Regions from separate parts of the Siniperca chuatsi genome. Here region 1 is linked to region 2. Evidence: chromatin contacts called from public Hi-C data. All regions are on one chromosome and are shown on one strand. Each heading gives the region's core, a stretch centred on a gene start, on an enhancer-like site or on the middle of the called end of the contact. The rest is flanking DNA. Distances are from core to core; before and after follow the strand shown. Region 1 has its middle 14 kb from the start of LOC122882515. Region 2 holds the start of mych (myelocytomatosis oncogene homolog).

The links. A called contact is a pair of places that touch in the nucleus more often than the background predicts.
Region 1: a contact with region 2 is called in a Hi-C map of liver, with 2.2 times the contacts expected there. The contact joins the enhancer-like site here to the promoter of mych in region 2. A contact is called at or near these places in 3 of 3 Hi-C or Micro-C datasets (liver, skeletal muscle and an unstated tissue).

What each region holds. Positions count from the first base shown.
Region 1 is chrLG2:5,775,092-5,782,126 of ASM2008510v1, reverse strand. No RefSeq gene overlaps it. Among protein-coding and RNA genes, the nearest start is that of LOC122882515, 14 kb to the right of the region's middle. Within about 2 kb of position 4,331, the one cell type or tissue checked has an H3K27ac peak away from gene starts, as active enhancers do. A contact at or near this core is called in liver, where this site is marked.
Region 2 is chrLG2:5,718,148-5,724,802 of ASM2008510v1, reverse strand. mych (myelocytomatosis oncogene homolog) reads right to left here and starts at 4,958. Exons shown (of 3, transcript XM_044209986.1): 1 at 4,739-4,958; 2 at 2,560-3,100; 3 at 1-1,478. The coding sequence starts at 3,085. The coding sequence ends at 892.

The DNA.
Region 1 (7,035 bases), core at 3,082-5,581, 58 kb before region 2:
GTAAAACAAACAGAATGCTGGCACTCACAGATAAATAGTCTTCTTGTTTATTGTGGGCGAAACTGAACGTGTTTCAGCTAGAAGCCATCATCAGCGTCCCACAATAAACACCAATTTATCGGTGAGTGCCGGCATTCTGTTTGTTTTGATCCTTGTTACGACCGTGCACACAATAACAGTGATTAAGCTGTGCGCGCTGCTATTTTTCACTCTTCTCTTTATATGTCTCCTTTTCCTCCATTAATTATGTTTTGTCATCACTTATTTCCTTAATTCCTTTCCTTTTCTACTCGCTCACTTTCCTTTCCCTAACTCTTACTTGGTTTTCTACATCCTTTCTAACGCTAATCCTTTTTAGGTGTCTTTTTTCACTTCCTAGTTTCTTTCTACATCCTCTCTCATACTTACTTTGTCCATCCTTTCTTCTGTCTCTCCTTCTCTTCTTCTCCTTTCCTTCCCTCGTTCCTCTTCTCCTTGTATGTCTCCTTTTCTCACTGTTTTTCTGCTCCAAATCATCTGATTTTCACATCTCTCACTTTAGTTTGTCTCCTCAAAGGGTCTTTTTATGCATTTGTCTTTTAGAAATTAATGTTAGAATTGAAAGTGAATTAATAAAAGTTAATTTATTCATTCACTGACCTGTGTCTATATCAACTTTTAAAAAACCAAAACTGAGCCAAAAAATGTTTGATTACTTATGTTATGCTATCTATTTGTCTTTCCTGCAGTCTTTTTGTCATCTTGTTTAATCTTAAATTGAACACAATGCGTAATTGTACCTTCCTTGTATTGTGGTTAGAAAAATGTGACTTATCTTGAAAAATATCCGATGACTCAGTCTGTTGTAAGCCTATTTTGACTTAAATGAATGAACAAAAAAAATCAGAAAATCAGCGGGTGGATCCGGTTTGCCAGCCTTCTCGTAAGAAAATCTATTTTTTTTTTTTATCCCTGACAAGAGAAGAGGAAGGGGCCTGTTTGTTACTCTGATATTAAATTACGCAGCACCTTGAACCTCATCCAATTCAAACGGCCCTGGCGTTCCTTTCCAGCCCATCACGGCATTCTTCACCGCCCACGGGATTCCTCTCAGCCAATGAAGAGCGAGTGTTGAGTGACACAAACAATATTCCATTCATTCTTGAACACTGAGCGTTAAACGGGTGGTTTGGTGTTTCCTTTTTCTCTCTCTCATCTGTCCATCCCTCCCTCGTTTTTTCCTTTGTGTGTGTGTGTGAGTGTGCGAGTGTGAGTGTGTGTGTGTGGGGATGTGGAATGTGCGGTGGGATGTGAGCAACTTCCTGTTTTTAGTTGGTAAGTACATCCCTGTGGGGTTTCACACTGGGTGTATGTGTGTGTGTGAGAGAGATAGAGAAAAAGAGAGAGAGCAGAAATGAGAAAGAGAATGAGTTCTCCTCTGAGATGCAGCATATGGCCAAAAGTAAGTGGACACCCGAACATTCCAGCCATACGTGACTGTTAAACATGGGCATTAATCTGCTGCTCTAACAGCCTCCACTCTTCTGGTTTCAGGCTTTCCACCAGATAAAATAACACTTTAACCAGACGTTGAACCTGGCTGAAGGGATTTGCTCCCATTTAGCCACAAGAGCATCAGTGAGGTCAGACACTGATGTTGAGTGATAAGGTCTGGCTCACAGTTGGTTGTTCCAGTTCATCCCAAAGGTGTTTGATGGGGTTGAGGTCAGGGATCTGTGCAGGCCAGTCTAGGTCTTCCATATCAAACTGGGAAAACCATTTCTTAATTGACCTGGCTTTGTGCACGGGGGCATTGTCATGTTGAAACAGGAAAGGGCCTTCCTCAAGCTGTTGACACTTAGTTGGAAGTGCATTATTGTCTAAAATGTCATTGTATGCTGTAACAATAAGATTTCCCTTCATTGGAACCAGGGGTATAGCACATATTTCTGGACCCTGTACATAGGCATTCTCTATGGGCCCCTCCCAGCATACACAGCTATTCATTCTAGTATCTTAATGGACCCTCCTCACATGAGGGCTCTGCATGCTCAGTCCTGTTTGTCCCCCAAGTCCTACGCCCCTGATCAGAAATAAGGAATCTGGTTCAAACCACGAAAAACAGACCCAGAATAACAGCACAAAAAAAGTACTTTGTGGACTTCCCTGTCCATATACTTTTGACCATTTGGTGTAACAAAGATTGAACTGTGTATAACAAACTTTGTATTTGTTTGCTCAGAACAGCTGAATAAAGTTTTGAATGAATGTGACTGTGTCAAAAGCCGCTTTATACCAATGAATCAGTTCATAGTTCATAAAAAGCCAAAGCCAAAACCAACTAATAGTTTTATATCATTCTGATAAATCTTTTACTCTTTTAAATATCACATGTAATGTAAACTCATTAAAACATACTCAAAGTCATAATAATGTGGATACATTTGAAAATTCCGCTTGTGTGTCCACACTAGCATTTATGGATCACTTTCTAAACATTTGAAAATTCCTTGGCTTGAACTCTGTTCTGTCTCCTCTGCCTCTCTGTGATTTATCACACAATCCAGTATAACATAACAATTTAACCTGCAAACCAAGGCTAATGATTCCTGAGTTGCTTCATTTAGAGCTTCTATCAAATCCCTATTGTACACAGTCCTGTCTAGATGGAAACCCTGGATTTACAGAAACTCTCGCGAGATTTAGGTTTAGGCAACACAACTACTTGGTTAAGTTTAGGAATACGCACAGTGAAGAAATAACGCGCACGAATCTCGGGAGAGTTTCACAATTCCAGGGTTACCATCTAGACACTTCCTATTTTCAGACTGCATGAGTGTACAATGGTTGTGAGAGAAAGTTGGCTTGTTAATGAAAGCATGAATGCAACTGGGCTGTACGGTAAAGGCTGAAAAAATATAGATTTTTTTAAAAAGCTGCTGAAAATATAGCATTAACATGTTAATTGTTATTACGTTAGAATGTAAACATGCCTACAGTTAGCATGTTAAAATGCATGCTAATCACTGCTAAATGTCAACATCCTAACCTTAGCATCGTAACATGTTCATTTTTAGCATGTTAGCATTAATCTCAAAGAACAGCTGAAGCTGATGGGAATGTGGTCATTAGATTTAGAGGCATCCTGTCATGAACTGAAGAACAAGTGCACATTTTGACATGCTGGTGGTGCTAGATGAAAAGTTGGTGGATCACCAAAATCACTGGGATTCATCCTCTGGGGAACACCAATGTTGATGATGAATCGAAAATGTTTTGAATGGAACCCAAATTTCAATCCATCCTATTGTTTTTGAGGTATTATCATACCGTGCATACTTATCATCAACCGGTAAATCCACTTTGTACTTTACACTTATTTTAATTTTATACTTATATCCACTTTGTACTTAATTTATCCCAGAGTTTCCCCTCAGGGATCAATAAAGTATTTCTGATTCTGATTCTGTATGATAATGTCATTGTAATGATTTGCTTACAACTTCGATTCCCGTGTGCACTGACGTGACAGTGAGCTGCTGTAACAAAAGAGTTTCCCCTCGGGGATCAATAAAGTATTTCTGATTCTGATTCTGATTCTGACGTCATTAAAGTGGCGGACCAGCAAACCACCTTGCTGATACCATGACAACAGCTAAAAAGTAGACAAATCTCATACAAAAAGGGACAATCCATGTAATGTTTTCATTACAATGTTTACTCAGCTCTCTAATAAACCAGTTTACACAGATTAAATGAATCTTTATGCACTTTCCTGTGTTGTCTGACTTGTACATACAATAATCCGTATTGCTGTGTCTAATGACCTTTGACCTGCACAGTTTGGGTTGATTGAGGCGTTTTACATCCACAATGAAGACAGGGCAGAAAAATGTAGTTGCTACTCTGATGAAGACTGATGAAAGTGTTTGCACCACACAGCTCACAGCTCTGCCTGAAGTGGGCCAATGGTCAAGTTCATACTGTTCAAATTCACTCTTTGTAATTTTGCTAAATGGCATGCTGAAACAAAATTAATGTAAAAGCAAAGGGATCTCCACAAGAGGGTGTGAGGCGCAAACATGCAGCAGACTAAACAGTTAGATTATTATCATGCAAAACACTACATCGTCCCTGTCAGCCTGTTAGTTATTAGCAGAGAAGCCTAGCTGCTGTGTGAGAGAGTGTGTGTGTTTGTTTTACAGAGGCCATGTATGTCAATACATCCGCTCTTTGGAAATGCCTGTTAAATGGATGGTCTCACACACACACACACACACACACACACACACTCCTACAGACAGACTGCTGATGAGACTAAAACCCCTCAGGACTCCAAGGGAAAATGCTTATGTGTGTGTGTGTGTGTGTCTGTGTCAGTGATGCTGCCACTCACACAGACTTGTGACTGAAGGGTCGCAGGCTCAAACCTCATGAAGTGTCACAGAGACGTGTGTGTGTGTGTGTTTACTCAGGTAAATTGAAGGACAAGGTCGGCTCGGTCTGACCTGTTCTGGGAAGATGCAGCGGATCATGTGGTCTGCTCAGGTAAACAGTGGGAGCTGATCTCTCAGTCTTTACTTTGGGTTTGTTTGTTTTGTACATCAAGGAGCTGAAGCCTGTTCTGACCACAGTGGATGTCACTCTGTACGATCTGTATGGATAACAGCTGTGCTTTTGAACTCAGTGTCAACAGTGCAGGTTTTCTCTGGAGTTGAGGATGTCATTTTTTTTTTTTTTTTTACACAGAGCAAGATAATCCATCACAGTAGACTGGGAGGAGCCTTCTGCTTTGTCCTCACTTACACTTCATTAATAATTTTATTATAGCCAAAACTGGGCAATGTTCTGATTGTTGTCAACTCTCAGTTAAGGTCAAAATTATCAAAAGAATTGAATTTATTTACATTAATTTAAAAGACCCTTCTTGTCCAAAGCATCTTACAATAAGTGCATTCTAGCCCCATTTTGTGCCTCTCATGTAATAACATTACATTCGAGTTCCAATGGTAGGCATTGGTTTTTTAACTAGTCTCCCAAGTCTCAACTCTGTTTCTTAATTCAAACCATGATCGTAGCCAGTGGCTACCTGGATAGGAAACAGAGTCTTGATTTGAGACTTTGAGGAATCTGGAAATCTGTTTAAAACAGCGGTAAGTGTTAAACAACCGTGGGCAACTCACTACTGTGGGACCAGAACAGAGAAGAGCCTTGACTGAGATGAGCGACTACAGCGTGCTCTGACCAATCATCCAGAGGCAGCGGAGGAGTGTAGGGTTTGACCAGGGTTGTGTAGGGTTGGTCCAGCCCAAAACTTTAGCTGTGCAACTCAACATGCCCTCACACATCTGCACGTGTTCATACCTCCAGATATGTAGACACCCAAAGTAATATAAACATAACTGTGTGCATGATTTGGAGTATCAGGACCACAGGCTTTTTTTAACACCCAAGACCTCTCCCTACTCAGCTCCCCTCCTCTCAGATATTCTTCTCTCTAACATGGTCACTGAGGTCACAGGGACTTTTGTCTGGCCTCTGCAATCTCTCACCTTTGACCTCCTAACCACCGACTGATGGAAATGCTTTGTCATCGAGGAACTGAATCTTGCTGTTCTGCTAATCTGACACACACACACACACACACAGCCCAGAGGCTTTCTTGTAACAGCCCGTTGAGCAACAGTTCACTGTGTACAGTACGTGTGTGCATGTGTCCTCTGGCTGTGAGCCCATCTAAACAGAAACCCCAAGTGTGAGGAGTTGGCACAGCAGATGCCAAGTTTTAGCGTGTAAGTCTCTCTCTCTCTCTCTCTCTCTCTGTTTCTGTCTCTGTCTCTCTCTCTCTCTCTCTTCATAATAATCCAGGGAATTACATGAAATAGATATATTGTTTCAAATCTAATATAGTACTTTGCTTTTTTAATAGCTTTTCTTGACAATGAATGTACATTTTGACCAAACCAAATCTGAACCACGTTATCAAAGTTCAGTGATACAGTAACAGTAGAGTAAAGTGTGCGAGTGGTTCAGAGTGGAAGCTGGCTAAATGCAAATACTGTATTGGCCCAATAAGACAATATTTTTTTCTGGATATTATATTTGAAAAAGTGGGGGTCAAAGATGAGACGTTTACATATTTGCAACAGCAGATGTTCTCTTTGAAAGGAACATGTATTGGCCCAGACATTATGTTACATTAATTAAGAGTGTTGCATTATGGGTTTTTTGTAGTCTAAATGATGCTAAGCTATTAGCTTGTCAGCCCTAAAAGTGTTAAGGAAACTCAGTTTAACCTGCAGGAGTTTCTTACTGCTCATGTAACGTGTTTGCTGCCTCTGAGGAAATAAACTCGAGGTAAAATTTGTAAAAAGCATCTCTCAAAGTCCATACATCAAATGATCTGTCAAATGCTTAAGAATCCCTGGTGTCACTGAATCATCTGAATGTTTCATCTGAAACATGCTCTCTGTCAGAGAAAATCATTCAGACCACAGAAATATAACCAGGAATCACTCAACAGATCACTGTTGGCCAATCAAATACGCCAAAGGGCACATTCCTGGCAATGATGTCATGATAATCAAGATTGATAAAAAGATAAAATGATTGTCACGGTGATAACTTCCAGACTTGTAATATCTTGTATCATAGGAACATAAATCTCTGTGCAGCATTTTGATCTTCAAACTTGTTGATCTATTACTCAAGCCAGTCTTCCTTGATCATATGTTATCTCCCCACACAAGGCAGCAACTTTTTTTCACGCAGTGTTTTTTTCAGTCTGAGCACCTGGTAATTCTCTGTTTTTCCCCCCTTTCTTTCTTTACAAGTCTCCTCTCCAGCAACCATTCAGTGATTATTTTCTGTTCATGTCTCATTGCATGAAAAAACAGCCTCTCTGTTATCAATCATATTCACAAAAAAAAGGAAAAAAACATTAATTTTAATCTAGTCTGGACAAAGAAAAGTGAGCTCTATGAAAAGTGTCACGTCTCGTGTTTATCTTAATAACAATGAATGTAAATTTAATTATACAATACAGGTGCTGTCATT
Region 2 (6,655 bases), core at 3,709-6,208:
ACAAATATACAATGTAATTAAAAATTTTCAACTTAAGCAAACACACACATACTCTGAGGTAAGTGAGCTGGTGGTGAATTGAACCCGAGACTGAGCATTGTTGTGTACAGTATCAAACCTGGTCTATACAGTACTGTCATTAACACACATTAACCTGATAACAGAGTGGTGTTGGGCCCAAGGGTCCGCCTGAGGCCAAACAGGGCTGAAAGCACACTGAAGAACATTTTTATCAAAAAGTTTAATTAATTTAACTGGAACTGACAGGAGGTGCAGTTGACCAAATAACTCCAAAGCCACCATCAAACACCTGTCAGAGTGGAGGGATCACTGGTTAGTATGGCTATAAGACATCCTGAAAACACAATATTCAAGTTTCATTTAACTACTGAGCTGATGTGGCTTCCAGTTATTTGACCCAACGTCACGCCTCGTGGCATTTCACCTGTGCCATTTGGCATCCCCAAAGTAAAGATTCCCAATTGGGATGAAATAAAGAAAAACAATAACAAAAAAGGTATTCGTTTTTCAGTGTGAGTCCAGCCAAACTAAAAACACTATCTGCTCGCTCCGTCCTCCTTTCAACTTTAAAAAACGTCTTACTCTCTACAACAGTCAGCAGTCAAGGCATGAGAATGATCAATTCTGAGGCAATGAGTGTGTTGTGTTTGTCCATGGCAACAGTTGCAAGTATGAGTATATACACTCACTCCAGAGCTATTGTTACCATAAAGTCCTTGAAATGAAAAACTTTGTGCGTTCTTTTCAGCATGACACGCCACCCCCGCCCATCCCTCTGTCTGTACAAAGTCTCTTCCCTTATCCCCCCTCGCCCCCCCACATCGTCTCTAAAACACCTAAAAATGCAGCCGATGGTTTCCCCCTGGTCCATTAGCTGCGAAGCTGCTCCAGCCTGGCTTTCAGCTCTTCCTGTTTGGTTCTAAGTTTGTCCCTCTTGGATTGCAGTCTGTGGCCCTCGTCCTCCAGGCCGTAGATACAGTCTCGGGCCTTCTTCAGGATCACCACCTTGGACGCCTTGTCATTGTGCGACAGCTCGGGCACATTGTCACGCAGGCGCATAAAGCAGTTCTTCAGCTCGTTGCGCCGCTGCCGCTCCATCACGTTGTGTGTCCGCCGCCGCTCCTCCTCATCCTCCGTCTCTGTTGAGTTCCGGGACGAGTGGTGATGGTACCGGGACGAGGATGATGATGAAGAAGAGCTGCGAGAAGAGTGGTGAGAGCGCGATGAGCCGTCGCTCCCTCTCGAGCGTTTGTTGGAGGAGGAAGAGGATGAAGGTGGCGGTGAGGCAGGACAGGGCGCTGCATAGTTGTGTTGCAGCTGGATCTCAAAGTGGTGACGCTGAAGAACTCGCTGCTCCTCTTCCTGCTTCTGCTGACGGACAGACAGGTCAGCCAGTGAGGGCAGAGGGGAGGGACTGGAGGAACAGCGCACCACTGTCACCACATCAATCTCCTCCTCTGTCAGAGAGAAGAGAAGAAGAAAGGAGGGGGGGGTTAGATGAGTTTTCTGGCACAACCTTGTTTTCTGACCCATGTGGTAATTTTATCTGCTCTGTGAAGACGTGACACCAAAAACAAGAGTGTAGACACTGTACACAGCACGCCAGTGTGTGTGCATGGCTCACTCACACAGGAAACCAGTCAGTGGTGAAAATCTTTTCTTCTACTGTAAAAACAGCCACGTGCAGAAGCTTACAACTGTAACGCTGTTGATGAGTGAAGGCAGCTCAGGATTACAGCAACAGTTACATGTTTAAACAGCAGTTACAGTTTTGGTGCTCTGAAATGTACAATAAAGTATTTCAAGTGAAACTGGAGCATGAAAAGCTATTTAATGTTAAAAAATATATACATAGTTATGTTTATTCAAAAACTATTATAACAAAGCCAAAATGTGTTTGATATAATTAGTGTTTTAACAATGAGTAATCCTCAAGAGAATTCAATGCCAGTCTGCCTCTTGCTCTCTGGCTTATAGCAAGAGATGCCAGAGGGCTCGAGTCAGTGAAATGACTCATTGCAAGTTAATGGATGGAGCCGCAACTGTTACCACTAAACATGAGTCACTCACACACATACACACACCCTTACAGTCAACTCTCTCTCCTAAAACCTCTCATCTACTCATGAGAGTCAACAGCTAAAACCCTGCCCACGCTGCAACAACATCCTCGAGTATTAAAGGCTTCTGAAGATTACAGGTGGGCGGTTGGCGTACAGATAAGCTGAGTGCAAAGAACAAGTTGGGTTCAGTGCCACTAAACATTAACAGTGAATTATCAATGAAATGCCAGTGAAGCGGTTCTTGGCCATGAGTGTTTATACTGATAAGCTGCACAATAACAAGGCAGGAATGAGATTAAACTTTGATGACTATCACACATCAACAAAAAACCAAAATCATTTTTAAAAAGATGAAATATGATCCCAAAAGAGATCAAAGATTAAAGACTCACAACAAAAAGTCCAAACATTCTGGCTAAACTTTCATATGGGTGAAAATCATTAATGTAAAATGGAGATTAGCGTCTGAACTCACCAGAGTCACTGGATGAATAGTTGGACATCTCGCCACCCGTTGATCCGTAGTCTGATGTGGCCTCGCTGGGCTCCTGAGTGTCCATCAGGTTCTGGCAGTCCAGCGTGGAGCCGGCGATCTCCTCAAAGATGCTGGTGTTGATGTCAGACAGCAGCGGGCTAGAGCCGAGCATTGAGGAGACCAGCTTCTCTTCCAAGCTCTGCCACAGGCAGTCCTCGCCGCTCTCCTCCAGGGGGGAGCAGGGCTGGATGGCCTCGCCCTCCTTCTCAGAAGCATCAGAGTGGAAGAAGTCGTAGTTCCAGTTGAGCTGCATGTCGTGATCCTCCAGCAGTATGTCCGACACATAGCTCAGTTGGTCCTCCTTGGACAGGGGCTTACTCCCGCCTACCCCGGCCTTCATGGGGGGGGACTGCGGTGGTGTCGGCAGCGACTGGAGGTCCTTCATCAAACTCTGGCAGAACTCATCGTCAAACAGCAGCGGCTCGGAGTAAAGCCAATCCTGCGACTGAGCGAAGCTTTGCAACATGTTTGATCGCAGAATCTGGGAGAACAACAACAAAAACCAGGACAAAAAACTAAATAACAGAGGTAGTGGAGCTTATTAGGTTTAAATCCAGATACGCTAAGCCAGTAGTGTGTTTAAAGCAGCGCCTGTCAGAGTTGAACAGGGTAAATCCCAGCAGCAGCAGCACGTGTTGTAGTGAAAGTTTAAACCAGTTTCTTCAGATTGAGACCCCGACGGCAGCGTGCCACCTTTTATCTGTGTTTACATCACCGTAGCCCCGCCCCGCTGCTCCCCCAGAGGCCGTAAACCACCTAAAAGGATTTAACACGCCCCTCCCCGTGACGTCACAGGAACAGCTGGGAGAGACCGGGGTAGAAACTTTACACCTCTCTGCGCAATTTACATTTTCCTTCTCAGAAAGTTAATAAAAAACAACCGCAAATCGAGCCCAAAACCTTAAGAGGAGGGACGAGTGGCTTTTGTTTCCTTTTTGTTACTAGACACTTAAAACCTCTGCTGCTGTTTCTCACACACACACACACACACACACACACACACACACACACACACGACAAATCTTACAACTTCTTCCAGAGAATACAAAACCTACTCTGCTTAGCACAAAGTCTGGATAGTTATCATTTAAAAAGCCCCAAGGATATTGTATGATACCACTAATCAGTTAGGACATGCTTGGTTTTTGTAAACCACTTATTCACCATAAAAACTTTAAATTACTGCAAAATGCTACAAAAATCAGTCTTGTGATTAAACAAACGTAACTCAAAGTGGAACAGATGGAGAAGCAGTCCTACTTAGTGGGGAAAAAAATCCAATATTCCTATGGGGTCTCATGGTATGTGTATGTATAGCAGGCTGTGTTGGAGAACAAAGCAGCAGTGTGTGTGGTGCAGACAGGCTCTGGGAGTTAAAGGCTGCCTTTCTTTACCATCACAGCCTGGGGAAACCTGAGCCAAAACTTAAATACAGCCCGGTCTGCACCGTGACCGTAAAAATAAGTAATTAATAGTGTTTATGATCACATTTCCCCCACTCAACATAACGCTAAATGAGTTTCCCCACCCCACACACACACACACACATGAATGCATGCCATTCTCTAAGACTACAGGCGTTTAAGTACAGCAACTGAACAACTAAAGAATAAAAAAATAAATAAAAACCCAATTTCTAAATGGAGGTTTTGAATGCAGATCCGCTGAAGCTTCAATATTTCCTGTTAGGTCGCATCGACTGCATGCTTTTACACCAGATTTTTATTTTATTTTTTTTAATTTTTACAGATTTTTAATCAGATTTCAAACAGCACATTTAGTCATTTGCTAAAAACCTCAACATGCAACATGTCATGAATCTGACCAAATTCAGCAGTGTGAAAGAAGTCAGTCGATGCACCAGAAAAAAATCCAAAGGTTAACCCGCTTTGAGGGTCATTTAAACCCGGCATGGGTTGAGCAACTCTGGGTCTCCACGTGGAACCGGCATTCTTTTTCTTTAATTTAACACTTTAAATACATGAAACGCAAAGTTACAATAAAGAAATGCACAAAAGCACGATTTAACACCCAGCCATGAGATGACTTAAACGCCCCATGTGTAAATTAGATTACATTAGGTAGCCCCAATTCACCCGCATGCAGCTTCCTTACTTACATTCAACTGTCCTTACAGAGGGGAAATTTAAAATGATGAGAAATCGAGGAAACGTTCAAAATATCCAATAAAATCCACAGAGAGAGGTATAAAACTAGAGTTATCTGCTGAAGTGGGATTTTCTGCGAGTAAAATTAAAGTTAGAGCAGGGAAGCATGATGTTTTTCTCCTGACTAGCTTCTTCTTCTCCGCTACTAGCAGACAGAGTAGGTGTGGCCGTCGGGGTCGCTCGGTTTATATATCTGCTACTCACCGGTGTCCTTCCGCCAAGGACCAAAATCGCGCCAAAACGTAAAAACCGACAACGGGTCGTTAACGGCAACCCAACCTATCGCCTGTATATCCGCCGTCGGTTGCCGGTGCGATCAAGTACTGGCGGAAAAAGCTGGGGCGACGGCGATTCTGGTTGATTTTGCATTGAAGTCGGGGTCTATGCTGTCTTGCCGGCGGAGTGATACAGCGCAGGCTGGAATTCCAGGAAAATGGTGGCGGGTAAAAGTTAGGATAGATCACACGTGGATCGTGAGGTGATGCCGGCTGTCTCACTCCCTGTCTGCCTGCTTGTCTGTCTGTCTCGCCTCGGGGCGTCATTTCGAGTGGAACAGCGAAGACAATTTAAAACTCTTTCAATTGTTATTTTATTAGGCTAATTTTTTAAAAAAGTAGGTTAATCAAAAAAAAGAATAGTATGCGATGCGTTCAGGGTCAGTAGTCTGTGTTCAGATGCATGTGTGATTCATCGCACAGATTATAAACTAACCTTCTCAGTCATTAGTGGGGAATGTAGTGGGAACAGTAAGCCTCTTTGGGATTCTTGCGGCGTGGTACAGGCAGGGGGGCTTACAGTAGCCTATGTTTTCTCCGCCTCTCTACCTTTAATTGTAGTATTATGACTGAGAGACAGGCAGACAGACAGGCTGAATGCTTTCAGAGCCACGTTGTCCTCCACTTCCAACTCTTGCAAGGGTATTTCACCATCCATCCATCTATCCCCAACTCCTCCTCCTACTACTGGAAGCTGCTACTACTACAACCACAAACTATCTCGAACTGTCATCCACATACGTTTAAAGAAAAACATGCACCCCACTCCACCGCCGCCCCGCACATTTTTGCACTTTTTTCTGTTAAACAATAAAAAAAAAAAACAACTGAAACTAAATGAAACATAAATAGGCCTAAATCACTTTCATAGACAGTTCACATGAAAATAAAACAGATGAAATGCAAACACACACACACACATATATATATATATATATATATATATAGTAGTATGTGGGTGAAAGGACTGTGGACTGAGATGAATGAACTCCAAACAGCCCCACTCAGACACCGCAGCCCTCCCTGCTGCCTCTGCCCCGTGTTGCTTCTGCACTTGCACGTTACGTAACGGACAACGATTCGCCGGTACACGTGCAGAGGCGTCGCCCAGTCAGTGTGCGAGTCAGCCTCGGTTCACGTAAATTCTCAGAAAGGAATCTTGAAATAGGAGATCACAGTCTTCATTTATATTTATATTTATATACTCACACGCCCATTTAATGTAATATTTTCACATGAGAAGGTCCAGTTGGTGGTCATCTGATAACCAACAAATGTATATATAAAGGCATATTATATATTTACAACTGCTATATTATTTTTCATATCTATTCTTGCATTAATAGTCACTGCTAATTTATGTTAAAAATGGTTTAAAAAATGCATGAAGTCTGGTTCACATAACAAAAGGCTGGTGAATTAATCTCCATTACACCCTGTGTGTCTTCATACATGTAAATAAACAGCTCCTGCATGTTTATTGTTATTCAGCAATGCCTTTTCTTCATGCATTCTGCACTTTTAGGGATAATCACAGCCTTGTTGGGAGTCTGTCATATGGAAACTATTTTTGCTGAGTGTAAATGCACACCA